2 separate regions of the Ovis aries genome follow, and region 2 is linked to region 1. Evidence: chromatin contacts called from public Hi-C data. All regions are on one chromosome and are shown on one strand. Each heading gives the region's core, a stretch centred on a gene start, on an enhancer-like site or on the middle of the called end of the contact. The rest is flanking DNA. Distances are from core to core; before and after follow the strand shown. Region 1 holds the start of ABLIM3 (actin binding LIM protein family member 3). Region 2 overlaps ABLIM3 (actin binding LIM protein family member 3).

Region 1 (4,519 bases), core at 1,907-4,406:
TCTGCAGCTCTTAGCCCCATTCTCTTGCAAGGGCAGAGCCAAGACTCTGCTTTTCTAATGATTTTCACAGCCGATTCCACCAAGGATCCCACCCCCAGCTTCCTCCTGCGTCTTTCCCGGCTACCTCCGATTGTTATGGACATCCTCACGGGTATAGCTTTTCAAGCTTCTTTTAACCCTTTTCTTCCTATCCTAATAACTGTGCAAGAAAGATAAGATTGTTTCCCCAAAAGAAGCTAATTGGGGCTTTTAGAGTGGACCAATGGTCTCTCCAAAGAGCTGAATTCACCAGCATCCAGATGGGTGTAGTGTTAAAAAAGCAACCCAAACAAGAAGAACTGGTCAGTTAAGCCCCCCTTAGCTGGAAAGTTCTAAGACATATTTTCATGGCCATCACCCTATGGAAAAGTAGAAAATGACAGGACTCTCTCTGAAGGTAGGTATAAGTAAGGGATGGTATTAATAATTAACTTACATCATCTTCATTTGCCTAGCATTACGCTGAATATTTTCATACAACAATCTGTGAGGTAAGTACCATATTATAATCATTTTATAGATGAATAATTTGAGGCTCATTGAGGCTGAGTCTCTTGCTAGTGAGTGATGGAGCTGAGATTGAAAACCAGCCAGGCTGGAATTTGCTCCTGGGCTCTTAACCAAGCCACCATCTGGTTTACCTAATTCATACTTGGCTTAGTTCATTACTGTCCTGCTCACTCCTACCAAAAGATTTATGCTCCAGGAGGCCAGGGTCTTGTCTGTCTTCTTCTATCCCCAGCTGCCAGCACAAGGCCTAGCACAAGCTAGACAATAAATGACTGCTGAGTGAATAAATGAATGAGTAATATGTTTTTATTTGACTTTGTAAATCTGAAAAGTTCTGAACTTTGAGGTTTTGGGTGATAACTAAATATGTTCACCGAACAGTCTTTTTAATTTTACATGTTTAATTTAGCTGAACTTTCTCCCAGGGTGAAAAATGATCTCTTTCCAAGCCTTAGAACAGAGCAAGTTACAGGTAACTTGGGAATTGAATAAAGAATCACAATCTGAAAATGTAGGGGTTCTCTAAAGAGATCTTTGGGAATCACTTACGTATTTATTAAACACTACTGTGTTTTCAGAGTTATCCTAGGTCTTTTCCATAGCAGAGTGATGTGTGAATCACCTGGGATGCTTGTTTAACATGCAGAGCAGATCTCCAGGAGATTGTTATACAAACAAAATTGTGAGGAGGTTAGGGTTATTCTCTCTCCATTGGCAACAATTCCAAGTAAGCTATCACAAGGTGTTTCAAATCCATTGACCCTTCAGTTTATCTAAAGATCCTTTTGTTGTTATCACATCTCAGGGGGTGAGGTAGAAACATTGTATTTATTTAGGAGGTGCTCTTTCCCCAGTTTTAAGAGAGGGGCTGCCTACATTTACCCTGCCATCTCAGCACCAGGTACACTGACTCTCTCTCACAAAGGACCAACCTAGAAGTGAGCAGATCTGGTACAGTTCAGCCACCAGATGCTATGTGTCGGGGGCAGGTGGTACAGCCTCTCCGACCCACTGTTTCTTGTCTACAAGTTGGGGGTGTGAGGGGTTCACAGCTTTTTTACTCTACACATACTCTAACCGGAGACATTCTATAGACAGGGATTATGTGTCCTTTCAGTCTTGTTTTTCTATGCTCAAAAGAAATGGTTCTGTGACCCTGAACTAGGTTCAGAAAGGTGACAGGGTAAGTAGTCAGAGGAATGTCAAGAATCTCATCCCACTGAATTAACCATGACCAGGAGAATCAGAATATAGGTTTTTTTAATACACACCTGCAAAAACTAACTACAGGGAAAAAAAACTTTGGCCATACAAAACTGGGTGAACCAGTGAGGTTGAGTCACTAGGGTACATACCTGATATTTGCCTCACACAGGGAAGTGTTTCCAAGCAGGTGTTCCTGGACCTTCTATTCTGAGGGCTGAGTGATGCTAGATCCAGAAAACACTAGGGTAGTCTGTCAGTGACTATCTATTGATACCCACTGTGTGTCAGGTGCTTTTCTGGGTGTTGAGGGCCTGGCAGTGAACCCTACTGACAAGACCCATACTTCAATGGAACGAACATTCTCATGGAGGAGAGGGATAATATTTAAAAAAAAAAAAATTCTAACAAATGCGTCAGTGATAAGGGGTATGAAGCGGGAGGTAGGAACAGAATTAGGAGGCTAGAGGAACCCATAATCTCTTATTCACTTGTCCAGCCCCCACCTTCTACACTTGAGGAACACCAGGCAAAGCCAGCAGCGACCTGCTCAAGACCAGACTACACCCAGCTGGTCAGGAGCAAGCAGAGTTGGAAGTGAACACTGTCTTCCTGCAAAGCCAATCCTTTCTTCACAGCCCCTCTCATAGAGGGTCTATTTTCCTGTCATTGTCTAGTTCTTAGACCCGTGTATCGAGGGAGGGAAGCAGCGCTCAAGCACCCCCTCCTTCGCCACAGGACACAGGGTCCCATCCATTCCCCTTGACAGCCCAGGACCCAGAGAGAAGCCCGGGCGGGGCGGGGCCTGGACACGCGCAGGCGCGTCCAGCAGGTGGCAGCAGCGAGCAGCCGCGCCCCCCGCGCAGCCACCCGGCGAGCCCGCATCATGGATGTCGAGCTCTCCTATTTCGTTTTGCTCGCCTTGGAATTCGAGACCCCAGACGAGGACCAGGATTCATGAACTGGTCTCAGGGGCCCGGGCAGGGGCCTCTGGCTCCCGACACTGGCCGAGAGGTGGGTCCCGGGGCGGGCCGCCGCTCGTGGACGCCGGGCGGGGACGCGCTGCCCAGCAGAGCCCGGCGCCCAGCACGCTGCCCCCGCCCTGCCTCCCTGTGGTCCACACCCCCTTTGGGCTCCCGAGCCGCTGGGCTGCAATAGTCGGGGTGCGCGCCAACAGGCGCTGCCGGCCCCGCTTCTGTCGGGCAGTCAGGTCCCAGGAGCGGACGGACCCAGGCGCTCCCGTCCTCTCTGCCGCCTCCTCCTCCCTGCTCTCACCTGAGCTATTAGCCCACTCGCCTTCAAGGCCAGAGGCTACAGCCCAGACTGAGAGGGACAGCAGAGAGAGGGCACCTCAGGATACAGAGCTAACACTGGACTATTTCACCCCCCAGGTGATGAGTGAAGTCGAAAGATCGGAAGATTTAAAAAGCATCTGGAGTCTCCGTATTGAATGAAAGACCCAGTGCAAAGGCATCATCATGAACACGAGCCGTAAGTGGGTCCTCCTCTTCTTTGCCATGGGAACAGGGTGGGGGCGGGAGGTGCAGGAGCCGGCGCTGGGGTTGCCTGGAAGGAGGAAGGAAGCCTGGCACCGGGGGGACACATGCCCCCAGACTCCTCCTCGGTTTTTTCTGTGCTCCCTCCCGAGTACAGGGATATGGCTCCCGGTTTTCACGATATTTGCTAATGTTTTATTGGCCGCGCCACTTGTCTCCGTTGGGAAGGCTGCTTGTCTCCTTCTAGCAAAGCCTGAGAAGGCCTAGGAAGCAGAAGTGTAGCCATTGTCTGACTGAGGGGGCTCAGAGGAGACCTCCCAGCACACAGCTGGAAAGAAGAGGAAGGCCCTGCTGGTCTTGGAGCTGGGAAGAGGCAGGGAGGCTGGCCTCGGGCTGGTGGGTGGGTGGGTGGGTGTGGGCAGGCTGTGGGATAGGAACGAGCAGTTTGATAAACAAATTGCCAGGAAGCCACCTTTGGGTCTGGAGATTGTGAAATATCCTGCTCTAGTGTGCAGGCAGCCCCATGGGCCCAGGGCTGATATTTTTCACATACCTTAAGGCAGCATTTAGCCATCCTGAGAACGAGAGAAAAGAGACAAGCCCTTTGGCCAATGTCTCTGAAATGCCAGAAGCAGTAACTGCTCTGCAGAGGCAGGACCAGACATTTTACTGCTGGGCTGAGCCTCAGCTGCTGAGAAATGCAGTGAGAGATACAAGGAGGCCTAAGCTCTTTCTCTTCAGTTCAGTGCCTTTGACCATGGGCGCCCACTGGGGTAGGTGGCATGAGTGCCACCCTGAAAGAGAGATCTGGATTCAAGTCCCCCTCCTGGCCAGCTTCACTTGTCTGGGTTGTCTAGCAGCATGTGGGGTTGTTGAACCAGAGAACGCCTAGGAACATTCACTTCCCTGGGTCTTTGACTTGGCCCTCTCCTCTCTGGATCTCCAATTGCTCATCTGTAAAATGAGAAGGGTTGAATTTGAGCTTCTTCTAATCTAAGAATCTGCAAGTTTCTTCTAAAAAAGCTACAGCTGAGAAACAAGGTCATAAAAATCAGTACCTTCTGAGGCTGTGTTTGAGATCAAATCAGGTTTCCTTAACCTCCTTCCATTTCAAGGCTGTTGGCATGGAGGGGAGGAAAACAAAGCCAGGGAGATGGAAATGAAATATATTTATTTACTATATATTTGTATGAGTCATCTCTCTGCCGTCTTCCTTTGTGTATTGCATAGCTGCGCTAAGCAGGCAAGTGTAGCTGGACTCCCTCTGCCTT
Region 2 (4,712 bases), core at 1,487-3,986, 68 kb after region 1:
AGGAAAACTGTTTCTTCACAGACCTCGCTGAGAAGAATCAGGGGTGGAAGCAACATCACCACCTTCACCAACACCAGTGCCAACATGATCACCAGCGTACCATCACCACTGCTAACACTGACTGACTATCCCTAGTGCCAGGCCCTGCACAGACCTCGCTGAGAAGAATCAGGGGCGGAACATCACCACCACCTCCACCAGCACCATTACCAGCATGATTGCCATCACCACCACCATCATGATCACCAGCGTACCATCACCACTGCTAACACTGACTGACTATCCCTAGTGCCAGGCCCTGCACAGACCTCGCTGAGAAGAATCAGGGGCGGAACATCACCACCACCTCCACCAGCACCATTGCCATCACCACCATAAGTACCACTCGCACCACCAGCACTGCCATCCCCACAGTCACCAGTGTCACACTGAATACCATTACCGCCACCAGCACCATCACCAACACGTCACCTTTGCTGACATGGACTGTTCCTAGTGCCGGGCACTGTGCAGACCTCACTGCAAAGAATCAGCAGCAGTAGTACCATCACCACCAAAACTACTGCCATCACGGCTGCTAGCATTGACTGGCCATTACTATTGTCAGCACTGCACTAAGTTTTCTAAACATCTCATTTAATCATTACCACAACTCTAGGAGGGAGACAAGAGCAATGGTTTTTAGATAAGAAACCAGATACTCTAGGAGTGTCACAGGTCACTCAGATAATGGTAATGGAACCAGAGTGTGAGCCTAGGCAAGTCTGGCTTTGGCGCCTACTCCCTTAACACCCTATACTAGAGACATGACTTGCTAATAGGAAGGGTCCTGTCTTTCTGGATTAGTTGCCTAAAACAAGGTGGGGAGCTTGCTATGACTCACACACCCACCTATTTTTGCTGTAATGAATGACACAGTCAGAAAAGGCTAAAAATAACTGTCTGGGGTCTTCAGAGATTCCAGTAAACGGAGGGATTTAGGAGGAGCAGGTGCATCGTGCTTATTGCCAGCTGAAGGTGGTAATTTTGGAACAAAGAACGTATGAGGAATGGAGTGGACAGCTGGCTGTGCAGAATCCAGCTTGTGGCAGGGTGTGTCCTGACCTTGCTTATTACACCAGGTCCATGGGCTCCCGGATGCAGTGCCTGAAGCTCCGATGTTGGTCATAAGTAAAAGTTGGAAGAAGAGGGGGGAAAAAGATCCTGGTAAAGATCCTTCATCTGAAGCCAGTTGAGTGGAGGATGAACAATATAATATGGGGGGAAAAAATGGAATAGGTGTGCCAGAATTCTCAGGAGGAATTAGCAGGCCTTCCCTACATCAGAGATACTGTTTCTGACCTCATATCAGAGATTGGATAATACACAGAGTATGAGTTAAAAACCATGAGAATGTGGTATAATAATGATAATAACCACTTATTGGGTACATACATGCCCGGCCCTGTGCAAAGTCCTTCCAGGCCTCACTTCAGTTCATCTTTATACCAGTCATGTTCGGATGAGGAAGCTGGACCTGAACAGTTGTACACCTAGTCAGCTGGGGAGCTGGGATTCTCCCCTTGGCCAGCCTCTCTCCACTCACTCTAACCTCTCAGCTCAACCTCTAACCACGATACTGTACCATCTCCTAAATTTTAATTCAAGATGCCAATTTATATCAGATATGTCACTGCAACTTAAAGAGATGGAACTCATCTCTTTTGTGACCACAAAAGGATGCAACTCTTTGAGTAAGGTTTATTGAAAAGATAGACAATGGTGGTGTTAACCAGTAACTTCTCTATCTCCATGGAATCCACAAGTGAATTTTCTCAGACCACGTCAAGCAAGGAAAAGTGAAGTGCGGGAGATAAAGGAGAAGAGAGAAACTGTAGTTATCATAAAAGATTTGAAGAAACACATTTAGAGTAAGAGGTAAATAATCCTTGGTTGCTTAAAATAGGGGGTGTCACAAGAATTCAGGCCTCAGCTTCATATAAAAAAAGGACATCATGACAGTCTTACTGGAGGCAGTGATTTAGAGGAAGATGCCCACCTGTTTTCATGCATTGGAGAAGGAAATGGCAACCCACTCCAGTGTTCTTGCCTGGAGAATCCCAGGGACAGGGGAGCCTGGTGGGCTGCCGTCTATGGGGTCACATAGAGTCGGACACGACTGAAGCGACTTAGCAGCAGCAGCAGCCCACCTGTTGAGAATGCTGAGGATTACTGTGCTGGGTGGGACTTTGATGTGAACTCTGAGCCCCTGTGGAATTTTTTAACCCTATCAAGAAAACCCACAGAGACACAAATTCAGCACCTGTGGCCTAGAAAGCTGGACCAGATGCCCGAGCCCTTGGGTTTTCCTATATAGAGCATGGACAAGTCACTTCAGAGGCCATCTATCTATAAAAGAAGAGGGGGTACTGACCTCTAAACAATGACATTCTGAAGACTGTGATGATTGGGATGGAGTGGAAGTTGACTTATTCCAGGAGACAAAAAAAAAAAAAGGAAAAGAAAGAAATCCTAAATCTGTTCTACCAGCCCCCATTTGAAGACCTGGGACTTGAAGCATTTTGCAATGGGAGACCTTCTTGCCCTCAGCTTGCGCTAAGAGACATTAGAAAGGTGCTGTGTAGCCAAGAGGCATGGACTATGGGAGCTGACTCATACACACACTTCGTCAGGGCCCAGACTTTCCACAGCGTGCTGGACACACCCCCTTCCTAGAGACACAGATGCCTCATCTCTTCTCCAGGACTGGCTTCCAGCTGGATGAGAGAACTTCAGCCAGCCTCTCCCAACTTGCTGTGTGTCTCTCTCCTCCTCTACTGCTCCCAAGTGTGCATTTGCCTTTGGTGCCAAGAAGGAGGCCTGTGCTCTGGTAAACATTGCCCCTTGACCCTTTCCTCCTCCAGAGTGGGACATCCTGTCAGCTAAGCCTGAATTCCCAGCATCTCCCAAGTACCTCGGACCCTGCCTCCATTTCCTGCCCCTCCCTAGACATTGTTGAGCAACAGGCAGCCTCTGGCCCCCCCTACATTCTGTTGGCCTCAGTGCATGGTCCAGGGTGATGGAAACGGAGAGCAAGGGTGCCTTTCTGCTCTGGAACAATCTCATCAGACTCTTTAATCCTCACTGCTTAGGGAGGCAGATGTTTGGTTTGTAGTCACATAAGGGAGGAGGTGTGCATGGGTGCTAGGAGGGCTGCTCATTCAGAAGATCTACTCTAAGTTTTTACTGTGTGCTGAGCATGGTGCTAGGCAAGAGAATAGGCTTAACCAAAAGCACACAAATCACAAACCATTGAGCATATGAGCCTAAAGGTGAGAAAAAGTAGAACCTAAGCTTGGAGCAGGGATTCGCAAACTCTGCTGTGCTTGGAGATCTTGATAAAATTCAGTGACAAGGGCTCAATTTCTGAAATATATAAAACAGCTCATGCAGCTCAATGTGAAAAAAATAACCCAGTCAAAAAAACGGGTAAAAGAACTAAATGGGAATTTCTCCAAAGAAAACATACAGATGGCCAACAGGCACATGAAAAGTTGCTCAAATTTTTTGCATTTTAGAGAAATGCAAATAAAAACTATAATGAGGTGTTGCTTCACATCGGTCAGAATGGCTGTCATGAAAACATCTGCAAATAACAAATGCCAGAGAGGCTATGGAGAAAAGGGAACTCTCCTTCACTGTTGGTGGGAATGTAAATTGATACAGCCACTACGAAGATCAATATGGAGGTTCCTCAAAAAAACTAAAGATAGAGTTATCGTATGATCCAGGAATTCCACTCCTGGGCATTTACCTGGAGAAAACTCTAATTTAAAAAGATACATGCCCCCCAGTGTTCACTGTAGCACTATTCACAGTAGCCAAGACATGCAAGCAACCTAAATGTCCATCAACAGATAATGGATAAAGAAGATGTGGTGTATATATACAATGGAATATTACTCAGCCATAAAAAAGAATGAAATAATGCTACTTGCAGCAATAAGAATGGACCTGGAGATTATCACAGTAAGTGAAATAAGTCAGAGAATGACAAATATCATATGCTACCACTTATATGTGGAACCTAAAAAAACAATACAAATGATTTACAAAACAGAAACAGACTCATAGGCATGGGAAAACTTATGGTTAACAAAGGAGAAAGAGAAAGATACATTAGGGTTTGGGGATTAAAAGATACACTCTACTACATGTAAAATAGATTAGCAACAAGACCTACTGTATAGCACAGGGAACTATATTTAATCCCTGTAACAACCTATAATAGAAAAGAAACTGACAAAGAATATATTACGTGTGTGTGTGTGTGTGTGTGTGACTGAATCACTTTGCTGTTACCTGAAATGAATACAACATTGTAAATCAAGTTTATTTCAATAAAAATAAAATAGTTAAAAATAAAAATTCAGTTGATCTGGATGGGGGCCACATTTCTACACATTAGCAATTTCCCAGGTGACACTGATGCTTCAGGTCCCCAGGTCACAGAGAGTTGTGTGAGCTTTGTTAGCAACTTGAGAACAGGCTAGGAGCAGTTCTGGGTCTGCTCTGGATGAACCACGGTCAGGATGCCCAGCAAGGAACTTTCTGGAGGAACCCTATGAGGCCTTTCTCCCTCACACCAGGACCCCTTGTCAAGAGGCCAGGGTGCCTTTGGCCTTTTGCTTACCTGACATAGTCTCGACTGGTGCCAGTACCTAGGTGGGAGC

Evidence for each region. A called contact is a pair of places that touch in the nucleus more often than the background predicts.
Region 2: a contact with region 1 is called in a Hi-C map of tail adipose tissue, with 2.9 times the contacts expected there. The contact joins the enhancer-like site here to the promoter of ABLIM3 in region 1. A contact is called at or near these places in 8 of 16 Hi-C or Micro-C datasets (liver, mixed tissues, muscle and 4 more).

What each region holds. Positions count from the first base shown.
Region 1 is chr5:58,294,491-58,299,009 of ARS-UI_Ramb_v3.0, forward strand. It overlaps ABLIM3 (actin binding LIM protein family member 3), which reads left to right and starts at 3,157. Exons shown (of 19, transcript XM_060416591.1): 1 at 3,157-3,243. The coding sequence starts at 3,231.
Region 2 is chr5:58,362,780-58,367,491 of ARS-UI_Ramb_v3.0, forward strand. All of the region lies in intron 4 of ABLIM3 (actin binding LIM protein family member 3), which reads left to right. Among named protein-coding and RNA genes, the nearest start is that of ABLIM3, 67 kb to the left of the region's middle. Within about 2 kb of position 2,737, at least 12 of the 54 cell types and tissues checked have an H3K27ac peak or open chromatin away from gene starts, as enhancers often do. A contact at or near this core is called in liver and tail adipose tissue, where this site is marked.